Regions from separate parts of the Zea mays genome. Here region 2 is linked to region 1. A link is a contact called in public Hi-C data. All regions are on one chromosome and are shown on one strand. Each heading gives the region's core, a stretch centred on a gene start, on an enhancer-like site or on the middle of the called end of the contact. The rest is flanking DNA. Distances are from core to core; before and after follow the strand shown. Region 1 holds the start of LOC100383741 (Late embryogenesis abundant protein group 2). Region 2 holds the start of LOC100284625 (senescence-associated-like protein).

Region 1 (6,225 bases), core at 2,341-4,840:
CTACCTTATTGTTGTTCACTTATTTTTGACTCCTGGAGGAAATAAAAAACAAGGGAACACAAATGAATTAACCCTTTCTTCACCCTTTAATTAACTATTCTCAATGAGGTTAATTAAAGGGAGACGGTTAGAAAGATAAACAATTGTTGAAGAAATTAGAGCATAGAAATGTGATAAATAACTCATCTCAAACATATTACTCTTCTTCATCTTTTATTATTGTAAGTGGTTACAATTATACCTTCAACTTTACAAAGGATAACACGAAGGAAGGAAGGTAATATAGCTTTGTAGGTGGAGCAATCCAGTTCTCCCCCGCAAAAAAATGTGTTGTATGCATGGCATTGTACCTTTATTTATAGTGGTGGATTATAACTTCATTAAAATTACAATCATACACTCAGTTCCTATACACAAAAACTATAAATTCCGTAGGGACAACATTGTCCTTTACATTCATAGACGTGTTGACCAAGCTTCTAGATCCTTTTCATCCACTTTTGCTCATGTGTTGGTGTTGCGGAACTGAAGCTCTCTCCTTTTCCCTTGTCCACGTGTTGATCTCATGGAGCCAAAGCTTCCTAGCTTCATCTTTTGTTCATGCACTACCTCGGACGAAGGCCAACTTCGCTATCATTTTGGAACACCTGAAACGTAGAAACAATTGCTGGCACAATATTTTGAGGATCTTTGGCCATAAAGGGCCCCAATACTAGCCTCTCGTAGAATTAGTTTGTTTTTTATAACGAGCTCAACCCGTGGAATGAACAAGGGAGGCTTTGTGCCGAAGGTCCAAAAAATACCTTCCTCAAGCTCGTTTTTGAAAACAAATTCTTGAAATGTACAATTTTATGGATGTCTGACAAATGGGGATAACTCAATAGTGAGTGAAGGTAAACATATTCTCGATTATCATGCGAGACACCAAACCCTCCGCAGGCAACCGAAACGTTTCTTCGCCAGGGCACGCGTGGAGCCGTCCTCTGGAAGCAAGCAAGGGGGCGTGAATACAACTCTGCCTCATCTGGCGATAGAGAAGGGAATCGCCTGGTAGGGGCCGACGTAGCGCTCACCGATGCGAGAGGGAGGGGGGAACTGTTGCCCCTTGTGGATGAACAGTAATAGGGGAGGGGCGTCCCGCGGGAGCCGCTGCGGACAGTCTGAGGTGGGTAGGCGTCGGGTCTGGGTTGCTCGAGTGCCTTCCATCAATAGCAAGTATTTCTAGGTGGGGCTATTTGGGAAACAACCATCGTAGGTTGGAGGTCTATCTGCTAAGGTGCAATCCACCGTAAGTCGTCATTCTAAGACACGAGGATGCCCGCTTGTAAACAAGAACCACTTGCATCATAGTTGTCGTCCTATTCTCATGAAAATTAAATGCATGTTGTTATTCAAATGATTTTTTGTGACAGTTCGTACTCACACAAAAAATATTTTATGGTAGTACAAATACATTTTCGAGGCTTTCTTTAACTCTCACGAATTATTAATTTTTAGTGAAAACTATACGTGGCATACTGGCAAAAAGTGGCTTTAGCTCTTGAACACTGAAAATGGTACTATTCAGGAACTAACACACTAAGAAACATTGTTCATTATCTACGGCATACTGTATCGATTAAAATTTTCATTTCCGGTAAGGCTTTATCTGTAAGTTTTTTTTCTAAAATGGGAATTTTTATCGCTGCGATCTGCTACTGCTGATAATGAGCAACGTTTATCAGTATGTTTCTGATAATTAATATTATTTCTAGTATCCAAGAGCTAAAGCTACTCTTTGTTATTGTGCCACAGATAATTTCTCCTTATTTTTATGACAGTGGTACCGCCATGAATATGTTTCCACAAACATAGTGATGCCTTAATTTCCATGGAGGTGGCCGTCATTTAGATTTGCAGAAGTCAATCATCATGAAAATGTAATTTCTCTAGCATCTTTTTTTTATTATTGCATGACTCTTCACCAGCACCATGCATCATCATGAAAATGCCTTAAAATGTTTTAATATATCTCAAAACTATGTTATTTAGTTATCTCAAATTGTTAAAGATTAATTCTCACGATGTACATCACCGTAGAAAGTGTAAGATAATTTGCCTCTAAACAGTGCTATGCATATCGTTACAATTGGTGGACAACGGTACTTTAAACCACTACATTCAACAGGAGAAATAAACATCATCATATAACACCACACCGACTAGATGGGTATAAAGAGTAATCTTGTCTCATTTGCTCATCTTTGATGTCCTTGATGCATGACTATATATGGTCATACACAGATTAAAGAAGCACTATGAAGGATATAAATGAATTCCAAGATAAGAAATAAAGATAAAACAGATGTACCAAATAGTGGAGGAAGTAAAGCTAACTAGAGATTATAAGCTGGTAGGATAGCTTAAATTAAATATGTAGCAAACTAAACTGGCAGGGAAATATTTCATATTTGTTATCTGCTTCAGGAAAGCTAAATAGCTCATCCCTTCGTTTCTAGTCCTGCATAGAACATCATATTATACACAAGATTAGACCAGAGTAAGAAGCAAAATTAACAAAAAGAACTCGTATATATTTTGTCTGCATAGACCAATGTGTTGTCTGCTGATTTTCTTGAAATACCTTGTCGTCGTCATCGTCGTCGTCATCATCCCCCTTCTTGAGACGGGTTGTCCCCCCTTCTTTGCTTATTGGTATTTTCATGTGCCCAAACGGAGTGTCGACATCGATGTGTCCCTTGATGGTGTAACCAGTGCCCTTCCCCCTGATCATATCCCACATAGCAGAGCCGAAATCCTTAGGCCTGAAGCTGATAGGCAAGTTCATGGTGGTCACTTCCCGTCTCTTGATATCCGTAGCCTCCCTGAGCTCAGCGGACGCGATGCTCACGCCGCCGAGCCACACCTCGTAGTCCATGGAGTTGAGCCCCAGGTCGAAGGCGTTCCTGTTGTCCAGGCTCAGGTGAAGCGTCGCGGTGGACTCCTCGAAGGAGAACTGCTCGAACTTGATCCTGTCGACGCTGACGTCGGGCCTGTACGGCACCGGGATCTCGCCGTCCTTCTCCAGCGGGAGCGAGACCCTCCCGACCACGGGAATGTCCACGTGGAGGACCACCCTGACCTTGTAGGGGATGACGCTCCCGGGCTCGATCTCCCTGTACGTGCTCCTGATGTCGTCGTAGACCAGCAGGAAGGGGATGGTGACGGTCTCCGAGCCGTGCGCGTGGATGGTCCCGGCGTCGGGGATCGTGCCGGAGACGAGCTTCCTTCCCTCGCTCTCGATCAGGTACTCGATGTCGACGAGAGGGATCGGGACGGGGTTCGGGTTCGTGATGAGGACGTCCACGACGAGCTCCGCCTTCTCCAGGCTGATGTGGGGTATGTGGACCCCGGTCACGTCGGCGGTCGGCTTCCCGAAGCCTACCACCTCTTCGATCTTCTCGCCGACGTCCTGGATGAAATCCTTCACCTTGTCAAAGAAACCTGATCCCTTCTCGCCGTCGTCGTCATCGTCGTGGTGCTCGTGGCTGTCTCTGTCTGCTTTCCTTTCTGTCACTCTCGGACTACCAGCTGAGGATGACATGCTTTGAGATGGAGGCACGGAGGAGGTCGCGATCAAAGGCGCAGAAGCAAAGAAGAAGAAGGTGGTGGTGGAAGGATGGAATCGAACACCAGAGACTCTTGTCAAGAGTTGAATTTTGTGGATGGAGCGACGAACCCGCGTGGAAACCCACAAATGCGATGGCTGCCAGTAATTCCCGGTTGCCCTGCCCAGGCCGTAGCTTGGGTCACCTAAATTTGATTATGGCATGCAAATAATGAGCAAAGAGAGAACAACGAAAATTACCATACTAATCTTGCATAAACATCAATTTAGTTATCAAGATTGTGTATATAAAATGAAGGATGATCTAAATAATATTGTTCATTGAATTTGAGTCCGATAGATAGAGAGTTATCAAGCTATCTGAACCGTTGGTTTGATGATGTATTAAGCCTCGATGCAATTTATTTGATGGATTTAGTAAAGGTCATGAGTGTAGGATGATTTGGTTAGATGCATTTTGTAAAGTTTAAACTAGTGGATTATATAGCGGTATGGATTATTTATATTTTTTTATTTTGTTTGTGTTCAGCAACATTTGTGGCACCGAGCATGGTCGGACCGTCCGACACTAAGGTCCGGACGGTCTGGCCTACGGAGAGTCCGACCATACGTGCAGATGGTCCGCGATAGGATTAGATCATGCGGTTAAACTTCTATCTCCTAGCGTGTTTATCCCTCTAAACTCGCGAGAACTATTGGAGAATGCCTAGGAATGGGTCTTAACCTCCCCCTTATATATTTGAAGGGTTACGACCGATTGAAACACCAACAATCGATCAAACAATCAATATATCTGTCGGCGTTTCAGACCCGGGGGACCCTCAACCGGACCGACTAGTGAATTTTAGTGCCGCGTGCCCCTGTCCAGATGGGTTGATGCAAGATAGAACACAAGCGAGGGGATGAGGCTTATATTATCTTGCACCTGGGGGTACTTGCAGTAGGGGTTACAAGCGTTGCGGGAGAGCGAGAACGAGAGAGAGAGAAGGAGAGGGATCGACCTTGAGGCGGGCCGTCTGAGGCTGCCTCCACCGCGTCTCTCCTACTCTGCCTGTCTTCGCTCGTCTGCGTCGTGTGTCCGTGTGCTCCCGTCGTCGACGTGTGTCAATGTCGTCGACGTGTGTCCACCTGCCTTAGGAAGGCCTTGGACATCCCCTTTTATAGATACAAGGAGATGCCCAGCAGTACAATGGGGGTGTAGCTATGTGCTAACGTGGCTGGCAGGGAAGTGCCTTGAGCCCTGTACAGGTAATAACGTGGCCGTCGGAGGAGTGCCTTGAGCCCTATAGCTGTACCAACATGGCCATCGGAGAAGTGCCTTGAGCCCTGTAGAAGCATAGCTGGCGGTGCGGCATGGATCCTGCTGACGTTTCCTTGCTTCCGTAGGGGGTTTGAGAGCAACCGACGTCAGAGGCGCACGCGGGGAACCATCATCACCTGTTACCGGAGTAACTTAGATGGGACACCGGTCTTATTCCTTCGTAGCCTGAGGCGGCTAGCTAGGGGTAGGGTAATGATGGATCCCCAGTAGCGTAGTTGATACGAGGCCGAGGTCGGGCGAGGCGGTGACTCCTCCGAGGCCGAGGTTGAGGCCGAGGCCCAGGGTCGGGTGAGGCGGAGACCTTCTCCCGAGACCGAGGTTGAGGCCGAGGCCCAGGGTCGAGCGAGGCGGAGTCCTTTTCCCGAGGCCGAGGCTGAGGCCGAGGCCTAGGGTCGGGCGAAGCAGAGCTCCTTGTTGCGCCCGAGGCCGAACTCGGGGGAGGTCGTGACTTGCTGTTGTCAGCCTTTCTCTGGTGGATGGCACAGTTGCCGGAGCGGGGTGAACAGCGCTGTTTTCCTGTCAGAACGATCAGTAAAGGGGGCGAAGTGACTGCGGTCACCTCAACCTTGCTGACTGAGGCACGTGTGTGTCAGGATAAGGTGTCAGGCGATCCCCGCATTAAATGTGCATGCGATACGGTCGGTTGGTAAGGCAATTTGGGCGAGGTCGCTACACGACAAAGTCTGCCCGAGCTAGGCTTCGGGCGAGCCGAGGGTGCGTCTACCACCCGAGGGGACCCTCGGGCGAGGCGTGAATTCGTCCGGGACTACTGTCCTTGCCCGAGGCTGGGCTTCAGATGAGGTCGCGTCCCTTGGTAGTCGAAGCCCGCACTTTATCAGTCGCTTATAGTTTGTTCTGAAGATGTTTTCCAGCCGGATTAAGGAGCATTGGGGGTACCCCTAATTACGGTCCTCGACAATATCTTTTGTTCTTTATATTTTACCCTAGGACTAGACAGTAACGTAGCATTCTCCCTCTAATATTCACCTACATCGTTTAGAGGCGTCGTGCGTCGCCTGCCGATCCCAAGACAAACCCTAGGATCTCTCCTCACTGACAGGGTCCCTTCAGGGAGCGAGATCTAGGTCATGTTGGCGAACTTCGTCATCTCTGCGCACGCGTGAACTGTCAGGCCATCAGGCACAGACTGTCCGGTTCGTCGACAGAAATCCTAGCTCCGTGCTTCCACAGAGAGCACCACCGCCGGTACACATCACAGTGATTGGCGTGCAGATCAGTGCTGACACACTTTATGGCGACTCCGCCAGGACAAGGTGTAAAGATCTATTAGATCATC
Region 2 (6,225 bases), core at 2,549-5,048, 220 kb after region 1:
CTTGACATGAACATAAATAAAATAACAGAATAATTGGAACATGGACATAACGTAGTATTAATCCTAAAACTATATAGAGCAATAGAAAAACTACCCAAATAATTCAGGGGTAAATAAGGTAAAAGATAATCAGACTAGGGTGACCTATTGGGTCCCATCAAAATTAAACCTATACAGGAATAAATGATTATAAAGAATATTATTGGGTAAATAAATGTGATCAAGGGCACAACTTGCATTTAATGAGCTCCTCCTCAGCAACTTCTATCTGCTGAACACCGGGATCCTCAGCCACTGGCTCTTCTACTCGCCACAATACAAACAAGCATAGTATAAAGGAGAAATTAATATCACACTAAACATATAAATAAAATACATAATAATAATCTACACATTAAAATAAGATCATAGGAACAGGAATCATTAATTTTGGAGTTATGGATTTTAAGTTATGAATTTCCAAAGGTTTTATGTGTTTAGTACAAGATTAATTAAGAAATAAATTTTATTAATGTTTTTATGTCAAAACAGAGGCACTAGGTGATAAACAATAATACTACAAAATTATAGGAACTGGAATGGACTAATTTGGACTAAGTATGAAGTTTCTATGAATTAAACCAGCTCTAGACATTATTTTTATATTAAAAACCCATTTCCTATTTACTTTCCTGGATTTTCTAATCTCCTGTACTGGGCGTCAAAAAACTGAAAAGCGTAGGGTCTCTGGCGCTAAATATACAGAGACTCAGATTACTGTGCTTTGGACTGTGGGTTTATTTTCTAATTCATCAGGGGCTCTTATGTAAAACTAACGACCAAAAGGGTATCATGGATCTCTAACCGTCAGATCGAACACGTGCGTCCCAGATTAAACCCATTCTCACGATCGGTCGAGATGCTACCGAGAGCGGATCAACGGCCTAGATTAAAAAAACTACGCTTTCTTCCCCGGATCCATCCGATCCAAATCGGACGGACACCAAACCATTGTTGAACAGGTACGCAACCATTTAATCACAGCCGACGGTGGTGTGATCAACGGTTATGGCGCACGCAGCCGAAGAGGTATCCCTAGATTAGATCACAGGCGCGGCCACCCGATCTGACGGTGTAGAACACTCCTCCCAACTCTGACGGGAGAGTGCGGCGGCGCGCGCGAGCCCGCGGCGGACGCCATTGCCAGCAACCGGAATAGGCGTCCAAACTAGAGATGGCAATGGGTAAAAACCCGCTGGGTATTACTTGCCCAAACCCATACCCGCGAAGAAAAAATACACCCGCTAAAAAACCCATACCCATGACGGGTATGAAATTTTGCCCAAACCCATACCCATGCGGGTTTCGGGTACCCAACGGGTTTCCCATACCCACTAACATCAACATAAAAAAATAATTCATCATATAAATGACAATCAATACATTAATAAGCTAGCATAAAAGGAACAAGTGATAACTAATTTTAGCCTAAAATTTGTTACATGAAGTTTATTTCAGTTAGAACATATTCAATTAATAATATTATGAGATATATTTATAAGGAATGTTGATTTTAAGGCGGGTTTTAAAAACCCATGGGTCTGCGGGTATGGGTAGTGGAAGAACAAACCCATGCCTACGTACCCGTTGGGTTTCCATTTGAACCCATTAACAAACCCATGGGTACAGAAATTGACCCAAACCCATACCCTAATAGAGCAAAAACCCACCGGGTTTCGGGTAGCGGGTACCCATTGCCATCTCTAGTCCAAACTCCCTAAAACTCGAACCTAACGGTTGCTACGCAAACACAAGACGAAAGTAAAGACGGTCCACAGCTTACTCACCGGAGTTAGGCGACGGACGGAGCAAATTGCGGCGTACGACGAGTCAGGGACGCAGTGCGCGTGGCGACGGCGTGGAGGATGCACCTGCCTAGCAAATGCCTCCCCACTGGCTTTAGCACGCACCGGTGAGCTCTGTGGCGACTACACAGAACTTGGTGTCGGCGGAATACCCAAAGGGGGTGAGGATGACGACGGCGAGCACACGCCAACAGTCGTGGGAGTGCGGCGACGGTGTTACTAGGCTTGGACCGGCACAGTGAGGGGAGGTTAGGAGATTGAGGGAGGCCCGCACCCACCCTTTATGGTCCCGCGAGTCCGGGCCGAGGTGGGGGTGCGTTGGGGGTCAGCGCGACTTTGGCGGGGAGGTGGCGCACGGTTGAGGAGATAACGCTAACGATGATGGTCCACCAGTCAGCCAAAGCATGCATGCGTTCTATGGAGACCGACGTGTGGGCCCGCTTGGCAGCGAGTGACAGCGCGTGCATGGTGGAGTATGGTTCTCGGGTCTCACCTGTCAGCGTGTTTTCATAGAATAGACAGAGAGGGATCCGTTGGTGGGTCGAGCCGGCCACTTTAAGCCAAACACGGTTTTCATCTTTTCTTTTCTTTTATGATTTCTTTTTCTTTTCTTTCCTAAGTTTATGCTTTCAAAATTTGAATTTCAAGTGCTGTTGTGAAGTTTATTCTTGGACCAAAAATATAAGTTCATATTCTAGTATGCTCAAGTACAATTATTTGATTATACATATTTTATTTATATTTATATAGCACTTTTCTTCTCTTTTCTCAAATTCTAAAATTTCTTTTAGATCTTAAATTCCAATTTGGGCATTAATATATTTCCTTTTTCATTATTTTTATTTTATCACAAAATGCACACAAAATGAAACCCAGCATGATGCATGATTTATTTGAGTGTCTTTTGTTAATTATTTATTTGTTTAAGTGAGGTGTTCACATGTGATGATGAGTAAAGATATCACACACATATAGATAAATAAATTAATTTCTCCTTTTATATTTTCTTATAAATTGGGTATTACAGTGATCAATATGTAAACCTTTATAAAAAATTCTATCAAATATATAGATCCAGTCGATCGAACACCACCAATCAAAGTGACTTATTTATGTTGAAACGTGCACTTACGTCGTGTATCCTAGAAGTAAATTGAGGTGAAGTTCCTGAAATAATCCTTGCAAAGATATGCAATCTGTTTGTTAAATCTCTATGTGCATATACTTTCAGAAGAAGATGTTTTGCCATATTGATACAATTTTACAAGGATCAGGGGGTATGTTTCTAAATTTAGTCCTTGTAGAAGATTCGATGTAATCTAGATCTAGAAAATCGAAATCTGTCCTGATGACAGATGTTGTATTCTTTTTTCCTTGATGAGTTTTTCTGAAGTTTCTTACGTAAGATTTTTAACGAGGCAACAAAGTGCAAAAGCAATATGCGTCACCATGTGCTCTTTCTCCACATTTTTTCCACTGGGTTTTTTAGAGTTTTAATGAGACATGTGTTGGTCGCGGTATTCGTCTAAGGGGGAGTGTTGATAAACCCTAATGAAGGGTTATATGAGCAAATACTGAATATGCCCACGAGGGGTATCACGTCTCTATATATGCAACTTGTACCCTCATATAGAATACAGAAGAGAAAGAGACAAGAGGTCCAACCATATACCTTGTGTCTCGTGTGTTTCACTGTTGTGCTTATGGAAAGAGAGACATATCTTGTACAACTTCTTGTGTCTAATCTACTAATAGAAAAGAAGAGAACGGATCTAATGATGCATGGTAATGTTGTTATTCAACACTACTATACTACAAGAATAACGGCACACAACGTTTGTACTAGGCCGGCCTGGTCTTGCGGTCGTGGGCCGGGCCTTCTTTTATCGTGTCGGCCACGCCGCCTCGCGTGCGCGTCAACCATTCCCTCGGACGCCGTGCCGCGTGGTGTCGTGTCGCCTATTCTTCCTCTTGCACCGCAGTGTTCTTGCCGCCGGCAACTCGGCTCGGCTCAACAAGCCACGCAACCTTCCGCCGTCGAGACTCGTGAGGCGTCGTCGCCCCTGCCCTCTCTGCCGACAGGGGACAGGGTGGAGAGTTGCCCGGGCTCGGGTTGACTCGTGTGGGCGCCTCTTTCACGCGTTCGTAAGTAACCCTAGCACCCTGGATCGCTAACTGAATCGAAACCTTCATTTCTCCTCGTTCGGTTAATTAGCCGGAGATTTGTATGCATTTAATCCATCGATCCACTCGCAATTCGGTCGCAGCCTATTTCGCGAAACAAATGAATCCGGGTGTTCACAAACAAACCACCCGAAAATTAGGTGACAAGATTGGAGTACCTTACATGTTGTTTCCGCAATTCAAAGTGGGTTTTGCTGCAAAAGGTATCGTGATAGATAGATTTTAGCTGAGAGAGGTCAATTTCTGTAGCCTCTCATAGTTGTCACTGAAAGAGGGTGTGTGGTGGTCGGAGAGGGGGGGGGGGGGGGGGGGGGGGGTCCTAATAGTCTGTCAATCAGGCCATAAAACTAGTGGTTCTGGTTGTTTATCTTCTATTTAGATATTTGTACATCCAATACGTACATTGAACATGTTCTCATTTCAGGTTTCGTTGTTTCAGAAAGTTGTGTGCTATTCATTGATTGCCATGTCAACACGTAGGGAGGTTGTCTTGTATCACCCATTGCCTGCACCAGGAGTGACAAACAACCTCAAGGATGGGATCCAGTCAAAAGTTATGGAAACGGTTGGCAATGCAATCAACTCATTCGATCCAAATGCGTTGCCTCGGCATATAGAAGGGGCATTGGGAACAGCTGGAAACCTCATTAACTCATTTGAGCCAAAATGGTCTGGGAAAAATGAGTTTGATTTAAATGGGGAAGCTGATTTCCTTGATGGATATGAATGCCCTGATGAATATTGGGGCTCTGCACCTGTGAAGGCGCACAAACCAGTTAACATTAAGAACCTGCTGGGTGGCGTTATTGCGATAATCGGTCGCAATTTGGGAAATACTGAAGCTGAACAGCCAAAGGACACTAAGACCAGTGTCTCATTCCTTGGGTCGGCTGATGATGGTAACACATTCTTGCATTCCTCAGTCTACATGCCAAGTGCTCCACCAGTACTTGATGAAGAAGCCTTAAATTACAACATTTATAGGGCTGTACTGGAAGCAGAGCCACCAGAATGGCTTCCTGACAGTTATGCTAGTGCGTGTATGCAGTGCGCTGCTCTTTTTACTGCCCTTACACGTGGAAGGCATCATTGTCGATTCTGTGGAGGGATATTTTGCAGGGCATGCTCAAAGGGACGATCGCTGTTGCCTGCCAAGTTCCGTGAGCGGAATCCGCAAAGAGTCTGTGATGCTTGTTATGATAGGCTTGATCCATTGCAGAACTTATTGATTAATTCTGTCAGCAATGCCTCACAAACTGCAAAGCATGATGTCATGGATTGGACTTGTGCAAGAGGGTGGTTAAATTTTCCCATTGGATTAACAATGGAGCATGAGATATACAAGGCAGCGAATACCTTGACAAGTTACAGCCAGGTTGCTGAATTTCATTTCTTATATTATGTGTTGTCATGTTAGTGGTTTGAACATATTAGAGTCTGAACCTAATAAACTCATAAAAAATCTCAATGCAGGTGGCAAGAATAAACCCTGAGAAGTCTATTCCCCATGCAGTTCTTAGTGGAGCAAGTGGGCTTGCCATATTGACAGTTGTAAAAGCTGGTGCTATTCTTACTTACAAACTTGGAACTGGCCTAGTAGTTGCTCGAAGATCTGATGGATCATGGTCTGCACCATCTGCTATACTTTCTGCTGGTTTTGGATGGGGAGCACAGGTTTGTATGGTCAACTTCTAATACTTCGCTTAAATCATAAAGGCAACATATCTGGTGCTTAAAGGGGTACGGTGCTCATGTGCACATTTTAAATTTAGGACATCCATCCCATATCTAATGGCAACAACCAATTTTACGAAGAACCCTTCCCACCTCCCTCTGTTGGTAGGAGGGGTTCTTCGTAAAAATTGGTTGTTGCCATTAGATGCGAGATGGGTACCCCGGTTCTAAAATGTGTATGTGAGCGTCGTACCCCTTTGAGCACCGGATACGTTCCCAATCATAAACGGCACCACCTTCTATAATACTGCAAATGCAGTGTTGCTGTTTTATTCCCACAGCTCGATGTGTGGTATTTTCTTCGGAACTGCACTCCTCACTTGTTATTTGCTTATGAGAGGTTCAGTGTGGTATATTTTAACTATATTTCTGTCTTCACTATTTAAAACTCAGTGGTTTGCTACAAGTGAAAAATTGTGATCACATGAATTATGCAGACAATGATTCGTCACTCTGTTTCATG

Evidence for each region. A called contact is a pair of places that touch in the nucleus more often than the background predicts.
Region 2: a Hi-C map of bundle sheath shows a contact between it and region 1, with 2.2 times the contacts expected there. The contact joins the promoter of LOC100284625 here to the promoter of LOC100383741 in region 1. A contact is called at or near these places in 3 of 25 Hi-C or Micro-C datasets (bundle sheath, leaf and tassel).

The regions. Positions count from the first base shown.
Region 1 is chr7:28,698,139-28,704,363 of Zm-B73-REFERENCE-NAM-5.0, forward strand. It overlaps LOC100383741 (Late embryogenesis abundant protein group 2), which reads right to left and starts at 3,591. Exons shown (of 2, transcript NM_001176378.1): 1 at 2,624-3,591; 2 at 2,030-2,500. The coding sequence starts at 3,583. The coding sequence ends at 2,495.
Region 2 is chr7:28,915,145-28,921,369 of Zm-B73-REFERENCE-NAM-5.0, forward strand. It overlaps LOC100284625 (senescence-associated-like protein), which reads left to right and starts at 3,799. Exons shown (of 5, transcript NM_001157520.1): 1 at 3,799-3,989; 2 at 4,468-5,403; 3 at 5,502-5,702. The coding sequence starts at 4,495.